Regions from separate parts of the Mus musculus genome. Here region 1 is linked to region 2. The links are chromatin contacts, called in public Hi-C maps. All regions are on one chromosome and are shown on one strand. The core of a region is the stretch at or near the end of the contact, and the rest is flanking DNA. Distances in the headings are between cores, read along the strand shown. Region 1 overlaps Itpr1 (inositol 1,4,5-trisphosphate receptor 1). Region 2 overlaps Sumf1 (sulfatase modifying factor 1).

Region 1 (6,886 bases), core at 71-2,570, 370 kb before region 2:
CATTCCTACTTACTCATATATGAGAACTGTACTACAAAGCGATTCATACTTACATTGAAAGCTCCCAGCAGAAACAGTGTGGGCTGCAACCCAACTGAAAATATCAGTCGTAGGATTGTAGAAGCAATTAAGGCCCGGATGCCGTGGGGCTTGGGCAGAGCAATGACAATGGCCAGAGAGATGAGCATGGCTGTCCACAGAAGGCCTGACCAGTGTGGCTCTAGTGTTCCTGGAAAGACAATACAGACGTCTTTGGAATTTGTGTTTTCATGACATCTAGGTGACAGAGTAAGACAGGTCTAATGACATTTTCTTCAGTCACTTCTCTAAACGATGTTCTGATTTTTTTACCTCATTAGATTCCCAGTCATTCATGTTTCTTATGCACCCCCCCCCCCCCAATTCTCTGGCCTTCCTGTGTATTTTGGGTTTAGCCGAGCCATTACTATTTCTGGTAAGTCATTCCTACTTACAAAGAACTTGCAAAGTGTTTCCTCCTACGCTATGCCACCATACTTCCTGGTTATTCCTATAGGGCCCGGTATGCTAGGGAAGTGCTCTACCCACAGAACTACACTCTTGGCTCAAATACTACTATTTTCTTTCTTTCCTCCCTTCCTTCTTTTTTTAAGATTTATTTTGATGTCCACTCATGTTTTGCCTACATGTATGTCTGTATGAGGGCACCAGATCCCCTGGAACTGGAGTTACAGACGGTTGTAAGTTGCCATGAAGGTGCTGGGAATTGAACCCAGGTTCTCTGGAAGAGTGGCCAGTGCTTTTACTGTCTGAAATATTTCCCCAACCTCAAATGCTGCTTTTTGCTAACCATCATTTTACTTGTCTGTCTTCTATCTAGACTCTTGAGGAAAGTATGTGGCACAGAGGACACACCAGATTCTCACTCAATAAATAAAACTCATTCTCAGGTCAGAATTCACTTTAGGGGAAGGAGGAACTGGAAGCCTAAGCTTACTTATATTTAAGACCTGTGAATTCAAACTGCAGGTTCCATGGCTCAATTTGATTTTCACAAGGGAAGGGGGAAGGCGACTTCCGGCTTTTGAGCATCATCTACTGTTAGATTAACCCAGTAGATAACGAGCTTCTACCAGTTTTTGTCATCTCTTGCTATTTCAGGTTCTATTTAGAGTGTCCCACGAGATGTCTTGGTTACATAACATGAGCCAACGTGGCTAAAAATACAGTTCTGTAAAACACTCATTAAAAAAAATAAAACACCCCTATTGCAAATGCTGTCACATTCCGAGTCTCCCTCGGATGTAAACAAGCAGGGCTACATGATTCAGGACACTTATATAAAGGAGATTTTCTTCTTTAGAATAGCCAGGAGTGTAGCCCAGCTCAAGAGGAGGTACCTATGCAGGTGGCTGCTCTTTCTCCAGCTAAGTGACAGCCACCTGAGGCATTTTCTCTTCAACAACTGTCCCCCTAGAGCCAGCCACTTGCCTTTATCTTTTCCCCCTTCACTTTCAACATCCTTAAGGAAGAAAAGCTGGTTAAAATGGGCACAAAGTGGCAGTTCAGGTCTCTCTCCACTGTCTGTGTAAATGTTGGATGGGTGTGGTGGCTCTCCTGTAATGTTCCTGAGTAGGAGGTGGAGACAGGCAATCCCCTGAGCAAGCTAGCTAGGTAGACTAGCTTGGGCTCAAGTGAGAGACCCTGCCTCTATATACAAAGTGGAGAATGGTCAGGCAACACACGCATTGTTAATATTGAACCTCCACACACAAGCATAAACACGTGTGCTCACACACATGTGACCACGTATACCTCATGCACAGAAAATAAAAGAAATGGGCACAAAGGTACATAAGGTTGATAAAAGCTAAAAACGTGGCTTCTTGGGGCAAATTAGCATTTTGTGCACATGTAACAACTGTCACACATCCTGCTGTCTCTCCTGTTCTCATTAATTACCGTTCACTCAGCCCACTCTAGCAACCTAGGTTGGTGCAGTACCTCTACTTTAAAAGCAATCCAGTCTTTATGCATTTTATCCGAAGTGACCTAGGAAACGGCTGGAAGTACATGCCTTTAATGTTAACAGTCTTCAGCTAATGTTAAAATAAAAGCAGTAACTCACTGTGCGCATGGATCAAGAATTTTGACAGTTTTTTGTTATATGACCATCACAGGATGTTGTTGCCACAATCAAGACCTAGAATGTGCTCACCCTGACAAACACGAGCACCCTGACAGGCTGCCTAGAGGTCTCTGCAGTTCATGTGTTGCCTCACCCCACTCCCGGATACCACCAGTGTGCTTCCTGTTACTATACGCTTGCAGTTCTCATGAAAATGGAGAAATAACTGTATTGGGAGGTAGGCTTGGGTGTGACTAACAAGTGCTTAAAGAATCATGGTGGCTACTCCCACTTCATTGTTTTTGCTGCTGAGTAATAGTCCGCACTATGTATGTACAGCAATTTATAATCTATTTATTCATTCACTAGGTGGATTGATGTCTGTGGTCATCCCAGAGGTACTGGGAATGTTGCTACTAGACCATTCAAGTGCAAATCTTGGAGTGGAAATGATGCTATCATTTCTTTTGCAGAAACACAAGAGAAGTAGACTGCTGGCTCTTACACAGAATGTACAATTTTGTGAGATACTGCCATACTACTTTCCAACCAAAGCAACCACACTTTTTTTTTTTTTGCCTTTCATTAGCCATTGATATTAACAGTCTTGTGATTCAGCCATTTTAGCAGGTCTATAGAAATACATCACTGTTCTAATTTGTATTTTACTGATAACTCTAGATATTGGCTATCTTCTCACATACCCACTTGTCATCCTTAGATCTTCTGTTAATCATATGAGCAAATACTTTGTCCATTCTTTTAATGTGGTAGTTTTTCTATTACAGTGTTTTATGTGTTTTTAATCTGCATTTACATCCTGATATATTGAGATAGTCTTTGGAGATGTCTTCCTCCATTCTCTGGCTTACCTTTTAGCTCATAAATGTTGAAAATTTTTAAATAGATTTCTTTTTTCTGGATACACTATGTAGCCACACTACATGGCCACACTATGTAGCTCTGGCTGTCTTAGAACTATTTGGGGTTGAACTCACAGAGAGCTGCCTGACTTTGCCTTCTATGTGCTGGAATTTAACAAAAAAGAAAAAAAAAAAAAAGAAAGCCCATTCCACAAAGCCTGGCTTTTAAAAGATTCTCAATGTCTTAACCATAAATATGGCTGGTACAACACTTGCACCCAAGGCCTGAGGCCAAGGTAAGAACCTGCTCTTTTGATGCTATTAACTCGGTCCTGAAAACTAGTGCTAGACTCCAGGAGACTAGGTCTAGAAAGAAATCTTGGAGACAGCTGGAGAAATGTGAATTTGGACTATTACAAGATTTACTGTTAGTTTTGTTACATATGATAATGGCCTGATGGTTATATATATTTTAAAATATGCTTATAAGTTAGAGGCACACTGAAATATTTATGGTCAAAACAACAAAATGTCTAAACTTCTCTAAAATGTTTCAAAATTACAGTGGGGGGCTAGAGGAAACAAGTTTAGCAAAATGTTAATTGTTCAAGCTGGGCTGATGTACATGGCAGTTTGTCATGCTGTTCCTTCCACTCATGAGTAAGTTAAAACGTTTCAATAATAAGAAAGTTTAAGGAGCCATACTGTCTTTATTTGAGCCATTGTGGCATGCTCACAGATCGAGCAGTATCTGACTCTGCACCAGGGCTGTGCTTCTGACAGGTGGCTCAGTGGGCTGGGACGATGCTTTTGAAAAGGAGCTTTTAAGGCCACTGCTGCTCTTGGCTGCAAAGGTCATGTAAGCCACAGAACCACAGCACTGTACAAAATTAGATTGTTATAACATCTAAGAGGTACTTTTTAGCAATCCTGTTTTTAGAAAGATACTGTGATGCAAACATACACAGAAAATTTTATTTTGGAAGTGCTGGAGCTCAAATCCTGGTCTTGGTCACGCTTGGCAAGCATCCTACTACTAAGCTGCACCTACAGAGTCTAACACATACTGATCTCACACTGGCATTTGCAGACCAATTAACCAGATATATTTTCTGAGCAGTATGAAAACAACCATTTTCCTGAAAACAGTTGGTGCTAAGCACAGAAAATTTCCAGAACACATGTTACAAATGCGCTTCAGTAAAAGGGGATTCATGGGTCAGATCAGCCTCTTTTCATTCCCAGGAGCTCTGACACTGCTTTCCAGAAAGTCCATTGCTATGAAGTTCTGAAGCCCATGATCCACAGTCTGATAAGGAAACCCTGTGACTTTCAGGCTAATAAAGGTGGGCGCCATATCCAAAGTGTATCACCATAGAGCTGGAAAGATCTCAGCCATCACCTCGTTCAAGGGGTCTCAGATTTGACTGGTAAGAGATAGGCTTCTAAAGCTATTTTGTCAGTGCCTTCTAGGCATTTCTGAAGCCACATCAAAGCCTCAACATCTTCTTCACTGTCAGCATCTTATAATACAGGAAACATCAAGGAGTAACCAAAGAGGCCTGCACGGAGTCACATGACCAGTGGCCAGCAAACCCATAGCTAGAATTATACAGTATGAAGACTAATACTGAAGGTGAAGGGTGTCAACTCACTGTCCCCAAACACTGGTCTGGATGCTGGTGCAAACGAATAGCGAAGAAAACAGTTGGGGTGAATCATTAATGTCTATATGAAATATCTTCAGAGGAGTGGAGGGCAGAGGAGAGCTCAGCCAAAGAAATGACTGGATAATCGGCTGAGAGGAACACAGTAATTTCTTGTGTCCTTGAGCTGGAAGGAGAACGGGTAGTCACCAATAGAGGTTTGTGCTGACTCCCTGACTACTCTCACCTCCACTGATTAGAATCTTTGTTAAAGGAGCTAACTCCCCAGAGAAAAACTGTAGCCCTTTGTTCTGATCAAATCTTTTCAAATATTAACCCTCATGTTACCTAAAGTGGCATCTAAAGAAAATACATACATACATACATACATACATACATACATACCTCCCCCCACACACACCCTGGGTCTGTGTTTAGATGGTGCTTTGGTGAAGAAGTGGCCGTTCAAAAAGTGCCTTCAATGTAAGTTAAGTCCAAACAGAAAAGTTAAGTCCTTGAAAGGGTGTGTGGCATTATACAACATGTTATCACTTTAAAGTCCTTAAGTATACTTTTATTACACATGTGCTGCTTAGATCTATGACTGTATTATTCAGTTCAAATATTCTCAGTGTTTTCCAGGGTCTGACTCTGGGGCTTCTTTATCCCATTAAGTGTCATACAGGAGGCAGGTTGTTCTATCTAAAGGTGAACTGGTGGGCCAAAAAGCTCCAAAGAAAAACTTAGCTAAAAACCAACCTTCCCGGAAACTGGGCTACATGGGACTGGGAACAAGATCCCATGCTGGAGCACCTGCCTAGCACTCATGAGGGCTTCCATTGCGTCCCTAACATGGTGAGGAGAGAGAGAGGACATGAATAGCTAACAGAAGAGGAGCCTTTCATGTCTGCCACCAGAACACCACAGTGCCAATGGCTCTCAAATGCCAGCTATCAAGTTGATGGTCCCCAGTAGATAAGTGTTGTCCTAATCTTTGCCTTTTTTTCATCAAAATATGTTGAAGGTTCATGTGGGCGTCTGGAAGGAGAGGATGGGTGGGGGAAATCCACGTATGGTCGCAGGCAACTCTCCACAGACTAAACACTCAAGGAGTACTGGCTACAGTCGCAAGACTTGCCTTACCTCTGACCTGCAAAAGGGAAAAAACATTCCAGAGGCTTCTTAGTCTTTAGTTGAAAATCATTTCTGAAGCACAGTATGGGAAAACATACAGTAGCCTGACTGTTTATATCTATGCTATGAGATCAGCTATGCACCTAACTAGCTTGGTGAGATGTTTCTCCTGACTTCTTGGATGCATGCTTTCTCTGTATGTAGGACATGGGGCTTAAGACAATTTCTGACAGTCTCAATAGCTCTTCCTCCTCTTTCTAACAATTTTAAGTTTACTTTAAAACTAGATCTTGGGTAAAAGCTAGCATTTCATCTTATCTGCAAATGGATAACTGGGATCCTAAATGGCACTAAAGATTTCAGTGACAGGATTTAAGACCCAGACACAGCCTTCCGGAAGTCATCAGCTATTTCTTTGAGATTAAATATATTTAACCAGCTATGGTAGAATACGCCCGTATGCGGGTTAGTTGTATGTCAATATGACACAAGCTAGAATCATTTGGGAAGAAGGTACATAAGTTAACAAAGTGTCCCCATCTAATTGGCTTGTGGGCAAGACCGTGTTGCATTTTCTTGATTGATGATTGATCCCTGAGGTTGATCTGACCCCTGGGCAAGTAGTCCTGGGTACTCAAAATTTGGATTCTCAGGCTTCAGAATTTTTTTTAAAATAAGATTTTAATAACATTTTATTTTAGACCTGGATGCCAATGGGATTACTTAGTATTTAATTTATTTAAGAAACGAACATATCAAAATGTAGTGCATGTCTGTGATTTTTTGCAATTCTCTGTTAGCAAAATCAAAATGTAGGCTGAGCTAGCTATGAGGACCAAGCCTGTGAACAGCACTTTGACTCCTGCCTCAGGACTTCTGCCCTTATTTCCTTCAATGACGGATTGTGATGTAGAAGTTCTTCTCTTCCCCAAACTGCTTTTGGTAATGGTGTTTTATGACAGCAATAGAAACCATAGAAAAACAGAAAAAGCAGGATGACAGCCTATCACCAGAAGGCCACGGCAGGAGAGGAGGAGCCTAGGTTCCAGGCCAGCTTGTACTTCTAGCAAGACGGTGTCTCAAAAAGATAAGGCAGAACACTTAAAGAAAGAAAGGTATGGTTACCTCCCCTTACT
Region 2 (6,513 bases), core at 1,046-3,545:
TGTAAGTGCTGTAGCACTATCCATCTATGTCCATCCATCCATCCATCCATCCATCCATCCACCCACCCACCCACCCACTCATCCATCTGTCTGTCATCTGTCTATGTGTCTGTCTGCCTATCTCTATCTCTCCTTCATTCCCTCCCCCACCTCTCTTTTTCTACACAGACACACACACACACACACACACACACGAATGTACGCACATCATATCCTTAAAATCTTTCTAACTGTGTGAAAGAAGGTCTGTGTTCTCAGAACCATTTTTCATGGTAATTCATGGAGTGGAGAGATGTGCTGACTTCACCTGGCCTTTGAGCCTCATTTGTAGTCAGGACTCAATTCCAGCTTTTTCAATCCCCAGACTTGTTCAGGTTTACTGGACTTTATTTCAAATGCACAATACAAAGGGCTACTTACTTCTTTGTAGTAATGTTGAGTCACAAGCTACATATGTTAGTCCAGGAAGTGTTAAGAATATGCAAGATGATTTAGGAGGCATGAATTGCTGTGTCATGAGCACCTCTTTCCAAAAGCAAAGGGGAGGGATAAGTTATGTCTGCAGTGTCTATGATTCTGCATAGAATCCTGGCCTTCCTGCCATCTCCAGCTCTTACTTCTGCTAGGTTACTATTAAAATTACCGATGTGGCAAATTCTTGGATTTTGTTGTTGTTGTTAACTCTGGCACCTAACTTGTTAATGAAGGATAAAGTAGCAGTGTGTCACTTCATTTCTGTATCTTCCTTGTAGTGCCTTCCCTCTGCCACACAGTGACTCATTTGTTCTTTCCCTCAAGGCTCTGAAATAAAGCCTGATGAGAAAATAGAACAGTCAAATTATCTTTTCTTCTTAATCAGGTTATACTGTGATTTTTTTTTGACGTGGTTCTGTGGACCCATTTTTAATACATGTGTACGTACATCACACGTCACTCTGGCGTGAGTTCATGGAGATAGCCCTTGATATCAAAAAAGTTCTGCATCTAAGGGTTCCATTAACTAACCTGAAAAATTGTACCCAAAACTGCCCAGACCTTTTGGTCTTATTATTTCTCAAACAATGTAGCATGATAGAGATTTGGGTAATGTCTGTGATGTCAGAAATTATATGAAATCTTGAGATGATGCCAACTACATAGCAAGATGTATATGTTATATGCCAACACTGCTCTGTTTTGCATAAAGGATGTGGATTTGAGTTCCTCAGGAGGTCCTGGGTCCAATCCTCCCCAGATACTGAGCAATGTTGGTATTTCATTTATTTAGCAACATTTATCAGAAATCTCCTCATGTTCCATTTGTGTGTAAAGTTTTGGGCGTTTGTAGACATAGCATCTTTAATTCATGCAGTGGAGATGTTTGAAAAGCAAGTGAACACACCTAAGCACTTAGGAATGCATGTTTATTTAGTCATGTGCAGGGACGCAGTATAGCGTGATGTTTGGAATAATTTAGTTTTAAAGATGGATCCCAGTGTAGCCACCCACTAGTTGAATAGACTGAGGCAGGTTTTAATGCATTTACTCAGTTTCTTTGTCTGTTAGTGAAGAAATAGTAGTCTGGGCCGAGGAGATGGCTCAGAGGGTCAGCTTGCTGTCATCAAGCCTGATAGGCTGAGTTTGATCTTTATATTGTGGATGGAAAGAAAACAGACTCTTGAAGTTTTTCCTCTGACGTCCATGTGTGCTGTCCAAATGGATAACTTAAAAATCTTATGTCTACAAAAGCACTAAGTCAGTTTGGTCTTAAACACAAGTAGCCAGAGACATCTGCAGGATGAGCTAGACAGAAGTCAGGGAAGAACTGCAAGGACCCAGACCTGGGACCACAATGCTCCGATCCTCACTCTTGGTCTTGAGGCCGCTCACTTGTTAAGCTCAAGTGCTTCCGAGAGGCCTCGGAGGTCTCTTAGACTGTGCCTTTACCACCCCAGGCTGTGTCACCGCCTTGCTCAACTATACGTGCACACACAAACACTAAGTAAGTAAGAGGAATTAGAAAAAGCAAAGAAATAGTCTTTTTTTCCAGTCTCTTGAGAGGTTTTCCTGGTACTATGAGGAAAATGTTTAGTGTAAAGCTGGTGTGTAGTAAGCATGTCATAAATGCTAATTATAACTAGTGTTTTAATGTAATCAAAGTTTAAAAGAAATATTTGTAAGCTACAAGCGTACACCTTACTCTGAAATCTAATACATGGAAGAGATTTTTTCTGGACCCTTTTAGAGATGTGGAGAAGAGCTATGCCATCTGTTAGCATGTAGTTATAAATAACACTTCTTCCCGTGGGCAGCCTCTACTTCATACCCAGTACAGGAAGTAAACACTGCATCTCATCCAGTGAGACAGTTCACAGCACTGGGCGCTTAGCACTTACGCATTTTCAGACTGTCCAAATAAAATCACAGAAATCTTTAAGTAGTTCTTTGAAAATAATGTCGAAGTTAAAATGCCATTTGGTATAAGCTAATTGTTATATTCTCCCTTAAGTTGTTGATGAAGTATCAGGCAGAGCACTGGGGTTGCATGAGAATGTGTTGAGTCCCTAGGAAAATGGAATGGTTCATCATTTCCACTTTAAGGGATGCTTAGAACCCTATCTGACCTGGCTTGCAGGACCAGGGCTTTCACAGTCTTATTCTGAGAAGTAGAAGTGATGGACTTTGGAGCAGGTTGTTAAGTCAGTGTAGCTGGTACCCTGTGATTTCCATGGTTCATTTGGGTTCAACTGGAAGTCACCTTTCTTTAAGATGTATGCATCATGGGCTGGAGAGATGGCTCAGTGGTTAGGAGCACTGACTGCTCTTCCCAAGGTCTTGAATTCAATTCCCAGCAACCACATGGTGGCTCACAACCATCTGTAATTGGATCTGATGCCCTCTTCTGGTATGTCTGAAGACAGGTACAGTGTACTCATATAAATCAGATAAATCTTTTAGAAAAGGATGTATGTATTGTTTACAATGACAGAAACTCATTTCTATACATGTTAGTGCAAATCTATTAGGATTGGGTACACCTGGATGTACAGGATCAGCCCAGCTTTCTGAGCATGAAGGAGCACCTATACCTTAGGAGACACTGTCACAGAACAGTGTACTGCTTTCGTTAGACAATGGAAAAGCAGTTGCCTTGGTACAGATATCCATGTGACTTGTTTTCTTTCAGCAATGGCTGGAAAATGCCTCTGTATTTAGGCTGACTGGTTTTTAGCACTTAGACTCTTCATATCCTTAATTTTTAAAATTACCGCTCATTTACCAGAGTTGCGTTGAAACCATTGAATGAGGCATTTAAAAGAAGATTGTAGTTGCTTTTCTGGCATCTTTGGAAGAATGGATACACGGTTTCTCTGGAGACAGTGAGAGTGTGGTATGGTAAAGGCACCGTCTAAGAGCATAGCTCCCATGGAATGGAAGTGGAGGCAGGGCCTCCGAGGCCTCTCTGAAGCACTTGAACTTAACAGATGAAGGACCTCAAGATCAAGAGTGAGGGTCAGAGCTCTGTGGTCCCAGGTTCAGGTCCTTGCAGTACTGCCCTGACTTCTGTCTAGCTCATCCTGCAGATGTCTCTGGCTACTTTGCAGTGTGTTTAAGACCAAATTGACTTTGTGCAGAAGTAAGATTTTAAAGTGATCCTTTCCATCTTTTGTTTGTTGGTTTGTTTCTGAGCTTTACTCCCCTTGTTTGCCAAATCCCAAATCACTGGCGGACAGTTACTCCACAGATATTTAAGTGTAGAGTGGTTGCCATGGAGTCAGTACATGTCTATTGACATCCCCAGTCTCAGATGTGAACGCTCATGGTGAAGTGCTGAACAGAGCAAAGCCCTTGCTGACAGGGGGCCTGCGTTATGCTACCAGAAATACAGGTAGAATGAGGTGGCAAATGCTAGTATGTCTTTTTTTTTTTTCTGTTTCTTGTAGCTGCCTCTTCTTCCTTTTCCTCTTTTTTCTCTCCTCTCCCTTTCACTTCTCCCTTTCCTTTTCCTTGCTTTTTTCTTTCTTTTTTTTTTTTTTTTTTTTTTTTTTTTTTTTTGTTTGCTGATGGGGAGGGAGTCGTATTATATATCCCCATGTGGCCATAAACTTGCTGTGTTACAGGCTGGTCCGGCACTTGAAAGCTTCCTGCCCTGTCTCTGCTGTTATTACAGACGTGGGTCATCACACCTGGATCTGATGCCGCTTCTGACATCAATGTGTATACATGTAGACATGTTTTCTCCTGGCAGGAAGCACGTGCTATTTTACTACAGCAGTTCTCCAACACCAGTGATCTTAGCTCAGGAGTTCTGATGTCCTGGTGTTAGCCGAGAGCCCAAAAATTAAGATCTTAGTCTTATAAGACGAAGTCCCCATTCCAGACACTAGCCTGAAATAGGGCAGTCAGATGACTTCCCCGGCCCCTGTGTATTCATTCATTCCCATAACCACTTTCTCTAGTTTTTCATATATAAAATGTTTGAGGCTAGCCTGGAATATAGTGAGCCTTTCTCACTCACCCCCCCCCCCCAAAAAAAAACCCAGTGGGGATGTGGGACAGGTGAAGCTAATCAGTGTCCTTTAAAATCAGTGACCCAGTCACTCATGGTTCTTCATGAGTTGTAGGCCTTTTCCTGAAAAGACTCTGGAAAGGAAGGCGTATGTGCCTCAGCTGGAACAGCTGAGTCATTTGTGGCAAAAATACGATGCTATATGAGGTAGCCCACACAGACCACCTGACGGCCTGGGCTTGAACCCTGACCCCGACCTGCCTCTGACCTTGGTAGGCTTCTCACCTTGTCTCGTCCTTAATTCTTTATTTGAAAAAAAATGGGGCAAATGACTGAGGGTCTGCACATGCCTGTGCTGGCATGATTGTTAATAGTTAATAAAGCCTTTGTTTTTTAAACATTTATTTAAACGATACATTATAAGGTTACCTTATAATAATGATAATAATTGAACTTATTACAGTGACTGGCCGTTTTACAGATGTAAGACATAAGGCAGTACTTACATATAGTGTGTATGTGATAAGTATCAGCCTCTAGGTTTACTTGCATGCTCCTTATTCTGTGAGTAGAATTAGTGTGTTTAATACCATATTTTATGCATGATCCCAGAAGCAAAAATTGTAGGTTTTTAGACAATGGAGTGCCATCCATCCTGGTGTGAGCAACTTGGATGAAGTTTCAAGGATTCTCTTCCCTTTTGACCTAGCATGAGTAGAACAAACAGAACGAAGGAAATGGCTCTTCTCCTTCACCTCAAAAGCAGGGGGCACTGCTTGAATTCGCCACTGCAGGAGTCTGTGCTTCTCTAATGAGAACCTGGGAAGCTGTTCATTTGGTTTGTGTTTCTCACATAGGCTGTGCTCCTAATTTGAACTTCCCTCTACCTTTGACCTTCCTCTGCCATCACCTTCCCCTTCCTCTTTTAATGCAATAATTAAACTTCTTTCTCTCTTGTTCTCTCTCCTCCTTTCCTCCTTCCCCCTTCCCCCTTTCCCCCTTTCCTTCTTTCTTTCCTTCTTTTCTTTTCTTTTCTTTTCTTTTCTTTTCTTTTCTTTTCTTTCCTTTCCTTTCCTTTCCTTTCCTTTCCTTTCCTTTCCTTTCTTTCTTTCTTTCTTTCTTTCTTTCTTTCTTTCTTTCTTTCTTGCCTCTGCCTCCCAAGTGCTGAGATTAAAGGCATTTACCACCATGCCCAGCTAGGGTACACTTTTCATTGATTCTTTCCTAGGGAATAAATAACATTTCACCTAATTCAAAAAGCTTTATTCTCAGTAGTGCTTTTATGTACTTACTCTTAAAATTCCCTTTCACGTGAATACTGAGCATAAAAGAATTATTGGGACATCTTATTTTGTACCTTGGGAAGAGATTCTGTGACATCTCGAAGATGGTTGATTGCTTAGAGGCAAGGTCAGTTTGAGGGTCCATGGTGTTCTGATGGCGTGGACTCTATGACTGCACAGCCCTCTCTGCTCAATAGCTGTGAGCCTAGGACAAGGCAAACATGTCATTACTCTCAGGCTTCCAATTTCCTTATCCTTAAAATAATACTTCCTGTTTTCAGGTTCATCTTTGGGAATCAGATGGCATAAAAAGGCAGTAATTGTGATGTAGAACAATGTTTTACATTATGGGATGTTTGAAAGCAGAGTGCCTTTCTTTAAAGGGGGTTGGGGAGCGGCAGATTTGATGATCAGCACCCATCACTCCCGCTCTCAGGATGCTGCAATATCCTGGCTTACAGTAGTGGTACTTTGCCTAATAATAGAAGATGGCAGAAGTGGCTGAAGAAACTTGTAGGAACGGTGAGCAGAACCTGTCTTAGTCACACCCATGATGCCCCTATTGCTGTGTTAGTATGCAGGCATGGATGATGTTTTTGTTGCCCTGGGCTGCTGGAACCTTGCCTATGGAGTCCATGTCATCTGCCAGCTGGAAGGCTTGCCTAGAAGTCAAGTGTGCCAGGGAACCCAGCACACAGTTAACCAGGGCAAGGGCAACTTAACTCCCAATTCTTAGCACTC

What was found. A called contact is a pair of places that touch in the nucleus more often than the background predicts.
Region 1: a contact with region 2 is called in a Hi-C map of cortical neurons, with 4 times the contacts expected there. The contact joins two enhancer-like sites. A contact is called at or near these places in 1 of 484 Hi-C or Micro-C datasets (cortical neurons) and 2 of 9 other capture datasets (adipose tissue and liver).

The regions. Positions count from the first base shown.
Region 1 is chr6:108,499,220-108,506,105 of GRCm38.p6, reverse strand. It overlaps Itpr1 (inositol 1,4,5-trisphosphate receptor 1), which reads right to left. Exons shown (of 62, transcript NM_010585.5): 53 at 6,876-6,886; 54 at 54-229. Among named protein-coding and RNA genes, the nearest start is that of Mir7661, 13 kb to the right of the region's middle. Within about 2 kb of position 1,320, at least 71 of the 459 cell types and tissues checked have an H3K27ac peak or open chromatin away from gene starts, as enhancers often do. A contact at or near this core is called in cortical neurons, where this site is marked.
Region 2 is chr6:108,126,728-108,133,240 of GRCm38.p6, reverse strand. All of the region lies in intron 7 of Sumf1 (sulfatase modifying factor 1), which reads left to right. Among named protein-coding and RNA genes, the nearest start is that of Sumf1, 56 kb to the left of the region's middle. Within about 2 kb of position 2,295, at least 11 of the 459 cell types and tissues checked have an H3K27ac peak or open chromatin away from gene starts, as enhancers often do. A contact at or near this core is called in cortical neurons, where this site is marked.